Linked DNA regions of Triticum aestivum: region 1 is linked to region 2. The links are chromatin contacts, called in public Hi-C maps. All regions are on one chromosome and are shown on one strand. The core of a region is the stretch at or near the end of the contact, and the rest is flanking DNA. Distances in the headings are between cores, read along the strand shown. Region 1 holds the start of LOC123188836 (sugar transport protein MST3). Region 2 holds the start of LOC123188835.

Region 1 (7,175 bases), core at 891-3,390, 370 kb before region 2:
CCATAGAATACAAGAGAGATAGCCGTTGCCTTTGCAAACACTACTTACAAAGTCAACGATCCATCCAAATCCAGATGTTTTTTTTCGGTAAAGGACTTTTTATTGAATAGATATATATCGAGATGATACAATCATATCGAAAGAAAGTCCGGCCTTTGCATAGCTAGATGCACACAACCAAAAAGTTCAGAATACCATAAAAATAAAATAATTTGATACAATGCCAAGCAATAAATCGTGTCCAGCCTAAGGAGCGGTAGATCCTATCCGTAAATCACACCGCCATCCATGGGGTAGAAAACCTCCCTGGCCGTACGCTCCAGCCGTGTAGACGCCATCATAAAAATGTCCCTGTCTTCCGGCTTCTGCAGGATAGACCAAGTACGGAGCCATCGTGTACAAACATGAATAATCTGCATAGGAAATGAGACACATTTATTGTTAAAAACCACATCATTCCTGGTAAGCCACATTGCCCAGCATAAGGCCGCCGCTCCCACAAGAATATGTGCAGAAAATTGTTTATTTATACCCCGCAACCAGTTGCCGAACATATTTCGTACACTACGTGGTGGGTATAAATTCGAAGCTACTTGGACCATAGCCCAAACTGCCCGAACGAACTTGCACTCAAAAAATAGGTGTTTGATAGACTCGTCATGTTGGGAAAAGATACATGTCTTGGAACCATGCCAGTTTCGTCGTGTCAGATTATCTCTAGTTAGGATGACTCCTTTGTTAAGAAATCAGAGGAAAATCTTCACTCTGAGAGGAATTTTTAGCTTCCACAATTTCCTGTTATCTACTGGAACATTAGAATGAACCATTGCATCATACATGGATTTGACCGAAAATTTGCCATTTGATGCAAGTTCCATCGAAAAGTGTCTGGCTGATCTGACAGTTGAATGTCCAGATATATATGTTTCCTTCTCCCCATTTCACATCTGTAAAACGCAGTGGAACACAGCCAATGCTTCACAGGCAGCACGTGCACCGGCCGGAGAGTCTTCTCTTCCATCTCCATCATCATCAGAAAAAAAAACAAGTAATCGTGCTCCGTGATTCGTGCAGTTAATCATGCATACCTTGTATCCAACGTTTTTTTAACGAGTTGTATCCAACTGGTTGTCAGGCATGTGCGCAAGCAGCAAACAATTGCGCGCGTAATTCTTCTTGTCAGCTAGGGTAGAGTTGCGTATGCACTTGTTTAATTTGGATGGAAGTATCTCTGACCTGAACAAGACGAAGGAGCCGTTGGTTTTGTCAGGCTCGCCGGCTAGTTAGCGGCCGACTCGCATATCAACATCGAAAAAGATCCGAAACAAGGAAGCTTCCATTCTTTTAATTATATTATATCATATGCACCTCTGAAAAAAAGAAACAGCATGATCGATCGATACACTGACCATCCCAGGGATAAGAATTAGGATGGAGAGCACACGAGATACCCTTGAATCGTTGGATCAACTTTAGGGTCCGAATTCATGGCCGGTGCGTGCAGTAAAGCACCCAAAAAGATTTGCTCATGACTCACCATCACGAGGGAACCGCCAATTTCTTGTAGAATATTCTCCCACGAAAATAAAGCTGCTTGCTGCTATTTTTTCCCGCAAAAAAGAAAAGAAAAAGGAAATCTTCTCGCTGGTTAAAACAGTTAACCCCGGGTGGCGTCCGTATCTGGATGCCAGGGTTTGCTGAATCATATTCTATTTCCGCATGGGAAACGATCGCTGAAATCAATATGAATATGCATGATTTGTTTCAGATTGCAGTTCAGACGATTCTTTGGACTTGCATTAACTAGATTAGATTATTCGACCATCCATCGATCAACACAACTCGCGCACTACTCCCCCTTGGCCGGACGGGAGACGAATGAGTGTGTGTGCATGATGTATGCATGTGATTGAATTTGAACCAACGGTGCCCGGTTGAATCATATCGATCAAGTCAAAACCTAGCAACCAACTTGACAGCCGCATGACGGCCGGCCGGCCAGCGAGTTTAAGATAATGCCTCCAACTCGGCATTCATATTTGCAGCCATCTCCTACCTATCTAGTCCAAGTTTTGACCACCACCTCAGCCGTTGACCCGCTTGCATGCTACTACTAGTTGCAACCATACACACAGCGCAATCTAGCTGTTAGCTAGCTACCAGTATTACCCAGACAAAGTTCTATATAAGGGGCTTGAGCCTCCCAGCCTTCTCACCACACCCCATACCTCCTTGATCATCAGCTTTGGGCCTGCTTAATCATTGTAGTGCTCTGAGTTCTTGCCGACCGACCAACCATGGCGGGCGGCGCCGTCGTGAACACGTCCGGCGGCAAGGACTACCCTGGCAGGCTCACCCTCTTCGTCTTCTTCACCTGCGTCGTCGCCGCCACCGGCGGCCTCATCTTCGGATATGACATCGGTATCTCAGGTCTGTACATGGATCACGCATGCACATCCTCTACTCTATTCGACAAGCAAAATTACTGACTGTGTTGATTTCCTACGTACGTACGTACAGGGGGCGTGACGTCCATGAACCCTTTCCTGAAAAAGTTCTTCCCGGAGGTGTACAACAAGAAGCAGATGAAGGGCTCCGCCAACCAGTACTGCAAGTACGACAACCAGCTGCTCCAGACGTTCACCTCCTCCCTCTACCTCGCGGCGCTCGTCTCCTCCTTCTTCGCCGCCACCGTCACACGGGTCGTGGGCCGCAAGTGGTCCATGTTCACCGGAGGGCTCACCTTCCTCATCGGCGCCGCGCTCAACGGGGCGGCGGAGAATATCGCCATGCTCATCGTCGGACGCATCCTTCTCGGTGTCGGCGTTGGCTTCGCCAATCAGGTAATGACTAGTACCTATAATACTCCGCTCCCTTAGCTCCTTCATTTGTACTGTACTCCTATTATCTGTGGCTTATTTCCTCGTTGTAATTAACGTCAAGGCAGCCCATGTGATGTACGCGTATATACTACGTAGTACTCCAAGTTCAATCGCCGACGATACTCTTTTTTAGTTGGATCAATCGTCGGTACATAACCTAACTAGTATAGCCGCACTTGATTATTTCTACAGTAATGATTTTGTTGATAAACTACTCCACAAAGTAGCATATATACACGAATTTAGTAGACAGTGGCCAGGGGTAGGTGGCAAAATGAAATGAGTTTACAGCTACATACTACAAGTACATGTCATCCTCATATCCATCCATGTCGAGCCATGTAATGAGACAAGAAAGAAATATGCTGATTCTTCTGTTACAATTAAGAACGATTCTGTCAATGATCATGCGTGTCCAAGGTATCCATCAAATACATCACCGGACGAGTTTCCAAAAGAGAGCGAGATTCTCTATAGGAAGTTACAACCACCGTGCATGTGCAAAGTCCAAGCCAGTAGGCTATTTTATTTAGGAAATAATAAAATTTAGTTAATTAATTAGTATCTCACCCTTAAGGGAGGGAAAAGAGGGCCCACTTTGATGCTCCCCAAAGTCCAAACTGGGCGTAGGTGATGTTTACTTGCAAGATGTTGACGACCGCTTTGTTGTTTCGCTTCATTAGATTACTTGCTTCCATGGCCAAAGCTGTATATGTACCAGCTGCTAATTTTGACTCTTTTTAGCTACTATCCTAAAAAAAATGTATATAATACACTACTACTGCGTACGTATCCTGATTGATCTCGCGTAGATATTCAATCTTCCATTGAACAGCGATAGGATGGGCTGTTGAAAGTATACTGGTAGTATAGTATTCATTTTAGCAGCTGGTGCTAGTACTGGTTCAATTCATTGGGCCGGCCGGCTAGCTGTTGGTTCATCCGAGGATTCACGTGCATGCAGCAAGCGAGCCTTCTTCACGGGTCTGTCGTAAACAACTGTTGATGCATGTGAAACTGATTAAACCTTCCTTGCATCTACGTACTACTCTTCCAAGAGAAATATGTACAGTACGAAAAAAGAGCATCATGAGCAAAGTAGGAACCACGGAAAGAGATTCGTGGATGTCCTTCTAGTACGATTTGTCACATAATTCATACAGTAGGATATAAAATTGCCAGTTCAGAGAAATGAGATACGCAAGTTGGAATTTTCCACGGGCCATTGCTTTATTTATTTAGTCCTCCAAAGACTTTGACTCCGTTAGATCAACGGCATCGTTTTCAGAGCAATAGTCATGTGAGGAAGAAGCAAGGAAGAACCTACTGAAAGCAATGCAGACAAACAGTGTGAAGATTAGTAAATACAGTTTTATTAAAGCACATCTAATTAAGCGTCATGTTATTAGTTTGTGCTTTCAAATTATGATAAAAGAAAAGAAAGAAAATCTGTGTTTGGTCTAACATTGGAATGGACGTTTTTTTATGCATGCAGTCTGTGCCGGTGTACCTGTCGGAGATGGCGCCTGCGCGTCTCCGGGGCATGCTCAACATCGGGTTCCAGCTGATGATCACCATCGGCATCCTGGCGGCGGCGCTCATCAACTACGGCACCAACAAGATCAAGGCCGGGTACGGGTGGCGCATCAGCCTGGCCCTGGCGGCCGTCCCCGCAGGCATCATCACCCTCGGCTCCCTCTTCCTCCCCGACACCCCCAACTCGCTCATCGAGCGCGGGCACCCGGAGGCGGCGCGGCGCATGCTGAACCGCATCCGCGGCAGCGACGTGGACATCAGCGAGGAGTACGCGGACCTGGTGGTGGCGAGCGAGGAGTCGAAGCTGGTGCAGCACCCGTGGCGCAACATCCTGCAGCGCAAGTACCGGCCGCAGCTGACCATGGCGATCATGATCCCCTTCTTCCAGCAGCTGACGGGCATCAACGTCATCATGTTCTACGCGCCGGTGCTGTTCGAGACGCTGGGGTTCAAGGGCGACGCGTCGCTCATGTCGGCCGTCATCACGGGCCTGGTGAACGTGTTCGCCACGCTGGTGTCCGTCTTCACCGTGGACCGGCTGGGGCGGCGGAAGCTGTTCCTGCAGGGCGGCTCGCAGATGCTGGTGAGCCAGCTGGTGGTGGGCACCCTGATCGCGGTCAAGTTCGGGACGAGCGGCGTGGGGGAGATGCCCAAGGGGTACGCGGCGGCAGTGGTGCTCTTCATCTGCCTCTACGTGGCCGGGTTCGCGTGGTCCTGGGGGCCCCTGGGGTGGCTGGTGCCCAGCGAGATCTTCCCGCTGGAGATCAGGCCCGCCGGGCAGAGCATCAACGTGTCGGTCAACATGCTCTTCACCTTCGTCATCGCGCAGGCGTTCCTCACCATGCTCTGCCACATGAAGTTCGGCCTCTTCTACTTCTTCGCCGGCTGGGTGGTCATCATGACCGTCTTCATCGCGCTCTTCCTGCCGGAGACCAAGAACGTGCCCATCGAGGAGATGGTGCTCGTCTGGAAGGGCCACTGGTTCTGGCGCAGGTACATCGGAGACGCTGACGTCCACGTCGGCGCCAACAACGGCAAGGGCGCCGCCATCGCATAGATTCCTTCCTTCCTTCCCTAGCTCCGTCTCCCTCGTGTACATTAATTGCTTTTCTTCCTCTCTTCCTTGTTTGTCCTCGTACTTAGGTCAAACCGTGTGTTTCTGTATGTGCTTCAAGATTCTTGCATTAATTAAGATAGTACCATCAATCACCATTGTTCTCATACTACATAGTACTCCCTCTGTAAACTAATATAAGAGCGTTTAGATCACTACTTTAGTATTCTAAACGCTCTTATATTAGTTTACAGAGGGAGTACTATGTACTTTCACTTGGAAGAAGAATCAAAGGTTTTATTCCTCATGAGGAAATAATCAGCCGCCTCCGCGACCGTCCGATGCGCCAACGAGTCACCCTGTCATCTCCCTTTGCCTATGAATTTTTTGGCACTGCTCACGCACCCACCGTGCATCACCTCTCGCGCGCCCCTCCCTTGCAGCATACCTCGTACAGTCGTACTATCATTCTATCCACGTACCACAATCTATGGGCTCAGAAGCCCTTCTACGTTCGGCTAGGGCTCACAGCACACAAAGAGCAGAATCAATCACGGAGCGCATGATCAGTTTACTCAGGTTCAGGTCTCTGTGAAGTATAAAACTCTATTCCTACTTTGATGAAATTATATGTGAAAATGCCCAAGTTACAAGAGAGCGCAACCTTGCCGTCAGGAAGCTCGGAAGAGCTAGTGCAAATAGGCTGGGTGTCGACCCTTGTAAAGGTTGTCACATGCCTTTTTTTATAGATGAAAGGGCTACCACAATGGCAAAATGGTAAATACAGAAGGCAGATAGTGGCTACAATGCTATCATATCTAATTCTGACGGTATAGGACAAGAATATTTAATGCTCCATTAGATGTCACGCCGAGGAGGAATGCCGGCAAGGGAGCCTAACTCCACTTGTGCCGCTCGCCCATCTACCTCTTATTCTTTCGTCACGCCCCTTGGACGGGTGTCAATAAAGTTGCTATTCAATGACGGGCCGCCACGTGTCCCGACAAGCTCTACCTAACCACCAGCCGCTCGACACCCGTCGTCAAGCTCCTGCCAGCTGCCACGGTGGAGCAGTGGGAGGAAGCTCGTCGGTCTTGAGGTTGTCCGTCCGGAGCCTGCCGACTCGTAGCTTGCCGGTAATTGAGTCTTCATCTTCAGTACATATTCAATACTTCTCGATGACCTGCCTGGAGGTCTTCTTCATGGTTTTTACCAAGTATTGAGTATTTATAAATGGCCAGCTTATGTTAAGCCCTTGCCGTTGGGAAGGCTGTGACTGTATGTCCATAGTTAGGGTATAAACACCCGTGTTTAATACACCGACACATTCACAACAGCCACCTTGTTGTCGCAGCATCGCCGGCCCCATCGAACCGCATTGATTCTCCACAGGTCGTCTTCCATCCAAATCAGACGACGCCGCGTGCCGGCTTCTGCAACAACGTCTACTTCGACCCATTTTCACCAACGTTGTCGTCAACAACCTCACTTCTACAGCAGCCACGGCACAATACGTGCGTCGTGATTTAGTCATGTCTCTAATTATGGGTGTTGCTGCATGTGCGATGCTGCTATTTTGTTCATCTAGTATGCTAGAGTTATGCATGCTAATTATTGTTCTGGTCATTTATTATTTACTAGAATTAATCATGAATTTGACTAATTTTCCAATAATAAGACACTTAGGAATTTTTCGAGTTAAT
Region 2 (7,509 bases), core at 1,372-3,871:
TCTGCAACGGGGGCCTAGTCTCTCAGAATCAACAGAACCTTCTCGGTCACTATCAGAATTATTCTGAAATATAGCAGATTGTGACCTTGGAAATTTGCTGTGGTCATAAGAGTGATGCCTGTCAGAATCAGCGGCATGATCAACTGAAGGTTCATAAACACCATGACTGATCAGGTCAGATGAGGCATCAAAAACATTCTCGTTGTTCTTGCTGCCTAACCTAGTGGATTCTTCAACATCTGTATTGCTCTTGAAACCAGAGCAATGGCTTCTGTAATCATGGTCTGTAATGTCACACTCAGTACCTTCACTGCCATGATGATCACAATCCTCTTGAAGCATGTTCCCAAGAGACTGGCTCTTCTGTAGGTGCCCAACTTTCTCCTCTTTGTCATCATCAGAGCATGCATGTCTATTCCATTCATCAGATCTCCAGCATTCTTGGTGAGATGATGAGTTAATATCATACTGCCCACTAGCAACTGAATGGTTATTTTCATCCGCCATCTGCTTCGGGCCCACTGATCCAGTAGTGAACTTCACTGTTTGTTCCTGAGAATCTTTCTTTGAAACAGTAAGCATGGTCTTATCTGCTAGCAGAAAGGCCTCCTAAAGTACAAAAGGGGAACAAAGATATTTGGGAAACTATTAGTTGTCAGCTCAAACAAAGAATACAATTGGAAATTATTCAAAATACATCAGCTATTTTCCATACCTTCGGTTTCTGTTGTGTAGTAGAGGATGAAAAACAGAAAAACCTAACCATAAGTCAACTCTAGTGTCAACTGAGCTAACACCAGATCCAAAAACAGAGTTGATCCAATCACATTGCTAAATCACAGGCCTGTCTTGGAAGAGAGCTCAGCTCAAAAAAATTGTTACATCTCAGCTGCTTTCCTCAATTAACCGTAATCAACAAAAAGTCCCTCCAGTGCTCGCCGTAATCTCCAGATGTATGATGGGATTACTCCAAGAGGCAGCGATAAGTTGATCGCAGAATTGTTGCAAATCCACACCCACTCAGAGGTGCGAGACCTGAATGATCTCTTGATATCTGCCAGAATGGAAGAAGGATTTAGGAACTAGACTGTTCCAGGAGGTTGCATATAGTCGTGGAAGTCCTGCAGAAACAAGAAGAGTGTGAGCAATCTGGCACGCATAATACACTAACACGTGAAATCTTGACTTGAAATGTTCCATTGCGTATGGTTTTAGCATGTTAAGCATATACTACCTCTGTACCAAAATATAAGACATCTTTTATATTTTGGTATGGAGGGAGTAATATATACAGCAAAAGGCCGAACTATTTGCAGTTAACTTTGAGTCCAAAAGCAACCATTAATTGTTGATGTACACAACTATACCCTCTGTTCACTAATGTAGGAAGTTTTTGCAGTTTAAATTGAACTGCGAAAACGTCCTACATTAGTGAACAGAGGTAGTACCAAAGGAGAATCATTCCTTAATCATCAGGGCCTACATTCAACTGAAACTGAAGACAAGTACAAAATATTCAGTTCCATGCAAGAACAAAGCATATGCATACCACTGCTGTTCGATTGAGATTATAACAAGTCCAAGCAAACCTAAGTTGATAGACTCCACAATTATCGCCAATATATACTAGTACTTTACAAGTTGTAACAAAAAGGACAAGATCCAAACCGAAAGGGTTCTTGATGTCACTGATTCCGATCACAATTATTGAGATTTGAGAGATCCTACACCTCAACCCCAGAAGTCCCTCCACACCACACTGTCTCTCCTCCCGTGAGGGGGGAAGCAAGCGAAGGGCACTTTTCCCTGTATCCCCGTTCCCATGTCACGATTTGCACGAGACAGAAACTGACACGTCAATGTCCTTTCACTGTATTTTACAGCTGAAAGATACAACTTTTGCACTGCTAATCATTATTAATGAGCCTTTCCAATCTAAAAAATCTGGTAACGATGGTGGGAAGGAGTAGTAGTATTATGCTCAGTGCAGCTATTTTTTAATATCTGGGATTAAGTCAAGAGAAAACAGCGTCGCAATTCTATTCCATTAAGCCACCGTACAGCTAGCTTCCACTACAACGCGATTAGATTCGAGTAGCCAGGCCATAGATTCGTGTCGAATCCAATTCGATATGGATCCTTCCAGTGTTCTTTGCTTCGAGGAAACCAAATCAAGGAACGGGAATCCGCAACTGAAATCAAGAACGGGGCACGGCCAGACGAACCGAGAAACAGCGCGTATCTATCTAGCATGTATGATAGAGCAGAGATCATGAAACCGCAAAACTAAATCTAACTAAGGGAAGGAGACGATAACCAAGAAGAAGAAGAAGAAGAAGAAGAAGAAGAAGAAGCTAGTGTTACCTTCTCCTCTCCGCTGCTCCCTCTCCCTCTTCCACGTGAGCGGCGGACGGCGGCGCTTTTGTACAGTCGGATTGGATCTGCCTATGTGTGCGTGCGAGTACGGCGAGTTGTACTCGGATTGGTTAGTGCGAAGAGAGAGGGAGGAGGAAGAGGGGTTGTTGTGGTCGTGTGGTGCGCCGCAATCGCAATTCGCAATTGCTATAACGTGCGGAGGGTAAAGGTGTTGAGGTTTGATTCCATCATCTTCTTTTTTGGATTTTTATTAAGGGGATTTTGACAACTTTGCACCTAAGGTATTCTCCTGAAAACTGAATTTGGTATTTATCGGTGTCAGAGTATCTACAGTAACCAAATATGACCCCTGACAACTTTGCACCTAAGGTATTCTCCTGAAAACTGAATTTGGTATTTATCGGTGTCAGAGTATCTACAGTAACCAAATATGACCCCTGAAATATCCGCGGACGCGTTTGGACAAAGACCGGGCGGGTCTATTTTGAGCCTCCATTTGTGCATGCATGCAACTATGTCCCTTACTTTGTTTCCGAATTGTCTGGTCAACTGCATTTGATTAGTGGGATGGAGAGAGAAAAAAAGAATAAGGACGTGGCTAGGGAGTGGCCGGGTGCTCCCTAGTATTCCCTGACAGTCGGCCATAAAAGGAAGGTTTTGGTCCCTCCCCCGCGCGAAAAAGGAAACCCACCTGTCCACCACTGTATCACGCGAATTGCATGCCCACCCTCCCCGCAAGCCAACTCCACCTGGTCCCCCCTTAGCCGTTCCCTTCTCCTGAGCAAACCACCCATGAATCCCATCTTCTTCTCCCCCAAGCCTCGTTTCCCAGATCTAGAGACCTCGGTTCACCTTGCAATGGCGACATAGGGGGGTTGTCAGTCAAAGAAAATTGACAAAAACTGAAAGAAAATACTAAGCAAGGACACACAAGGAGATCAGGTTTGCCCAGCTCTTCCATATAATTCGCCTGGGATTTGCCAAAGTACCTACTCCTGTCCTTGTTGATTCTTCCTGGATTTTTTGGATTATTTTGGTCAGTTTTATACAAAAAGACTTCATATACTCATCTATATTGTGCTACAACTTCTTTTTCATGAGTGCTAGTCCAAAAAAGAGATTTTCTGTGGTTATTTTTATCCCAAAAATTGCTATGATCTAGGAACAGATATTTGAGCAAATTCTATTGATTTTGAGAGCAAATTGTGATGTTATTTCAAGCAACGAAAAACTATGATTGACAAACAGGGCTAGGATAGCTTTGTTTCATGAAACCTTTTAGGTGGTCTGCAACATTAGTGAAACCCCTTGTTCTGAGCAAATACCTTACTTACTTTAGGCAAAAGCTATGTTCCTTTTAAGCAAATGCCATGGTTTTTAAGGCAAAAAAGAACTATAATGGTTTCAAGAAGATAAACTATAGCTATTGTTGATCCACTGTGGTTATTTTTGCCCTTATTTTTATCCCAAAAATTCCTAGAATTTAGAAACACATCTTTAAGCAAATTTTGTTGATTTTGATAACAAATTGTGAGGTTATTTCAAGCAACGAAAAATTGTGATTGACAAACAGGGCTAGGATAGCTTTGTTTTATGAATCCTTTTATGTGGTCTGCAACATTAGTGAAGCCCCCTTGTTCTGAGCAACTACCTTACTTACTTTAGGCAAAAGCTATGTTCCTTTTAAGCAAATGATATGATTTTTAAGGCAAAAAAGAACTCTGCTGGTCTCAAGAGGATAATTTGTAGCTATTGTTGATCTACTGTGGTTATTTATCCTAAAAATTGCTAGAATTTGGAAACACGTCTTTAAGCAAATTATGTTGATTTTGAGAGCAAATTGTGATGTTATTTCAAGCAACGAAAAACTGTGATTGACAAACAGGGCTAGGATAGCTTTGTTTCATGAAACATTTTAGGTGGTCTGCAACATTAGTGAAACCCCTTGTTCTGAGCAACTACCTTACTTACTTTAGGCAAAAGCTATGTTCCTTTGAAGTAAATGCTATGGTTTTTAAGGCAAAAAAGAACTTTGTTGGTTTCAAGAAGATAAACTGTTGATACTGTTATAAGCTAAAAGTGTTGGGGGAGATATTAAAACCCTTCTTATTGGGATGCTTATTTCAAGCAACTACCGTTGGTTATCTGAAGCAACTAACATGATAATTTCAAAAAAAGAACTAACATGATTGTTGTCAACTACTATACTTAAAGCAACACTGTTTTGAGCATCTACTGAATATCCTAAGCAACTCATACGAGATACTGCATATTACTACAAAAAGAAAAAATGAATGAATAAAAAAACTGCCTAGTAGCGAACATTACCTTCAAGGAAAAATGGTTGAACGTTATTTCCTGCTTTAAACATGGACATGTTATGAATAGTAGGATGCTCCAGTTGCATTTTGAAAAAAAATGTTAGTTTGGAATGACCATATTAATTGCCTAATAATGATTCTGCAAAGAAGGATCATATGGAAACAGAAAGACAAAAGGAAAATAGCAAGTGAAAACGGTCTTGTGCATAGAAGATAAGTGTTCTGTTCCTCCCAATACAAAGCAACTAAAAAGTAAAGTTATTTGAACACAAAGAGTGCATCACCCTTGACTACTCCTAAAAACTAGAACATATAACAATCTACTCTCGATATCAGTCATGTTGACACAAGTTTCCCAAAAGCTAAAAAGATGCACTTCGATGAAGAAATAATCTTTTCCATGCGCCTTGCTTCACCAAAACCTTGAATCACATGGTGAACTGTTGCTCTCCTGTGAACATTTAGAAAACAAAAAAATTACATCACGGAAAAAATACCTCTGTTGTAAGAAACTACTGTTGATATATTGTGCCCAAATAAATGAAAACATGTGTAGAGAAAGAGCGACTTGTGTTTGGTTTTTCATGCACGTATGCTTACTGTATTTTGTAGCAACGCTCTGGTAAAAAAGAAAATTGCATCAAGCTAAATGTTGTCTCTTATTAAATTTCTTGCGTACACTCTGTGTGCTGGATGCTTACTTGATTCACCTAACTTGCTTCGTCAACTTGGTGTGTGCAACGGTGGAGATGATTGACCTAAATGAGTTGCAAGTAGAAATTGACCCTCAGATGCAAATTCCTGACAGCAGTAATCTTGGAGATCATGTATTCTGCACACAGCACAACAACCCCCGTGGTGGTGCTGAGTCGCCTAATCCTATGCTTACACAAAATGTTGCCACACCTGTGACAGGCACAGTGGACAGGGATGAGCACTCCACTGTTGCTGGGGGGACTGCAAGAGGTGCAGCTGTCCCTAGAGAAGAAGCAACAGATACGGATGCGCACACCCTTGATGTCACAGCGATTGCAGATGAAACTGGAGGGACTATTGGAAATGGTTTGGCAGGCTTGGAAGGTGAAAACGACGACGAAGCTTGGTCACAGCCTAAGGAACCATATGTTGGAATGAGGTTTGACACTGTGGAAGGTGCCAAAGAACACTACAACACATATGATTTGCAACTTGGGTTTTCTGTCAAGAAGAACACTTTGAGGAAGTCTGTTAAAACTGTTGAGCTGATAAAGCAGCAATTTGTGTGCAATAAGTTTCGCAAACCTAAAGTTGATGATGGAGGAGCAGAAACAATTCCTGCCCTAGACAAGATTGTAGAAGAAGGTGAAAATATTGATGAAGAGGATGAAATTGTCTTTCTTGATGATGAAAGCAAACTAAAAAAGAAAACCAAGAAGGGGAAGCGGGATATAGTAGTGCAAACAGGTTACAGAGCCAAGATGGTGGTGAAGTTATTAGATAGCCGTTGGGAGGTCATTTACTTTGTTGCTGAGCACAACCACCGGTTGGTTGACAAACCATCTTTGACTAAGTACCTGAGATCACACCAAGGGATCCCACCAGAAGAAAGGGCTTTCCTCACACATCTCCATAATTGCAACTTGACAACAGGTTTGGTTCCCTCCTAAACTATGACTAGGAAAAATCATGAACTATTCTTGGCTTCCTGTGTTAGTTGGTCATACCTTATGCAAGTACTTCCTGGTCTTCTCTTGATTGCGGAAAATTAACTTTGTTCCAAAGACTGACCTTGGTTTGAGATGCTCACACCCCACCTTGCGTTATTATTAAAACCAATAAAGATGGGAAATTAGTTTTGTTCCATGATTTGCATTTGTATGCTCTGTAAGTTGCTCAAACCCTACAAACCTGCTTGCCCGTATTGTTTTTTAAACCCATAAAATGATGGGAATCTGTTTTCTTCCTACAAATGCGTTGGTTTCTATGTGAGTTGCTTGCACCATACCCCAGTGCTTGCCTGACCAACCTACTTGTATGAATTATTATTTAAACCATGAAAATGATGGAAATTTGTTCATTTTTTCCTATACTTCACCTATCTTGTTGTGTGAGTTGCTCATACCCTACCCGACTACTTGCCTGGTTTATTATTCAAGAAGGGGAATTTTGGTTTCCTCCTAGACTTGCCTTGTCCTGCTGTGTAAGTTGCTCAGACCCTAACCAAGTGTTGCATGTACTACACTTCCTTGTCCCTTGGTTTCAATGTGTTAGTTATTCATACCTTAGGCGGAAAAAGTGTATACTTGACTAATCTTGAATGTGAAAATTTTGTTTTTTAAGACTCCGTTTATTATGTTAATGACTACAATAATCTTAGGAAAGTGTATGCCTTTATTTGCCTGCAAACGATGTATTAGTTGGTTGAAGGTCTTGTGGTCTTGTCCAACTACCTCTACATACAAATGTGTTAAACTAACTAGCCACTATGTTTTTGCTTGCAGGTCGTATGATGCACATCATGTCAGATTACTATGGAAAGGAGCTGATTGTTCCTTATGGTACTAAACATATTTCAAACTTGAAGTCGGAACTGAACAAGCATGCCACGAAAGAAGGTGATATGATTAAGACAGTTGCCTACTTTAAAGACCAGCAAATAGAGGATCCAGATTTCTTTTACAAGATAAAGTATGATGAGGAGGACAGGGTGGAGAATATTTTCTGGGTTGACAGCGTAGCAAGGAAGGCTTATGTAGAGGCATACCACGATTGTATCTCATTTGACACCACGTACATGACTAACATGTATAACATGCCCTTTGCACCATTCATT

Evidence for each region. A called contact is a pair of places that touch in the nucleus more often than the background predicts.
Region 1: a contact with region 2 is called in a Hi-C map of leaf, with 2.7 times the contacts expected there. The contact joins the promoter of LOC123188836 here to the promoter of LOC123188835 in region 2. A contact is called at or near these places in 2 of 5 Hi-C or Micro-C datasets (both in leaf).

Annotation. Positions count from the first base shown.
Region 1 is chr2A:411,874,427-411,881,601 of IWGSC CS RefSeq v2.1, reverse strand. It overlaps LOC123188836 (sugar transport protein MST3), which reads left to right and starts at 2,140. Exons shown (of 3, transcript XM_044601114.1): 1 at 2,140-2,430; 2 at 2,521-2,843; 3 at 4,378-5,624. The coding sequence starts at 2,298. The coding sequence ends at 5,475.
Region 2 is chr2A:411,505,425-411,512,933 of IWGSC CS RefSeq v2.1, reverse strand. LOC123188835 reads right to left here and starts at 2,621. Exons shown (of 5, transcript XM_044601113.1): 1 at 2,365-2,621; 2 at 716-1,121; 3 at 1-609. The coding sequence starts at 766.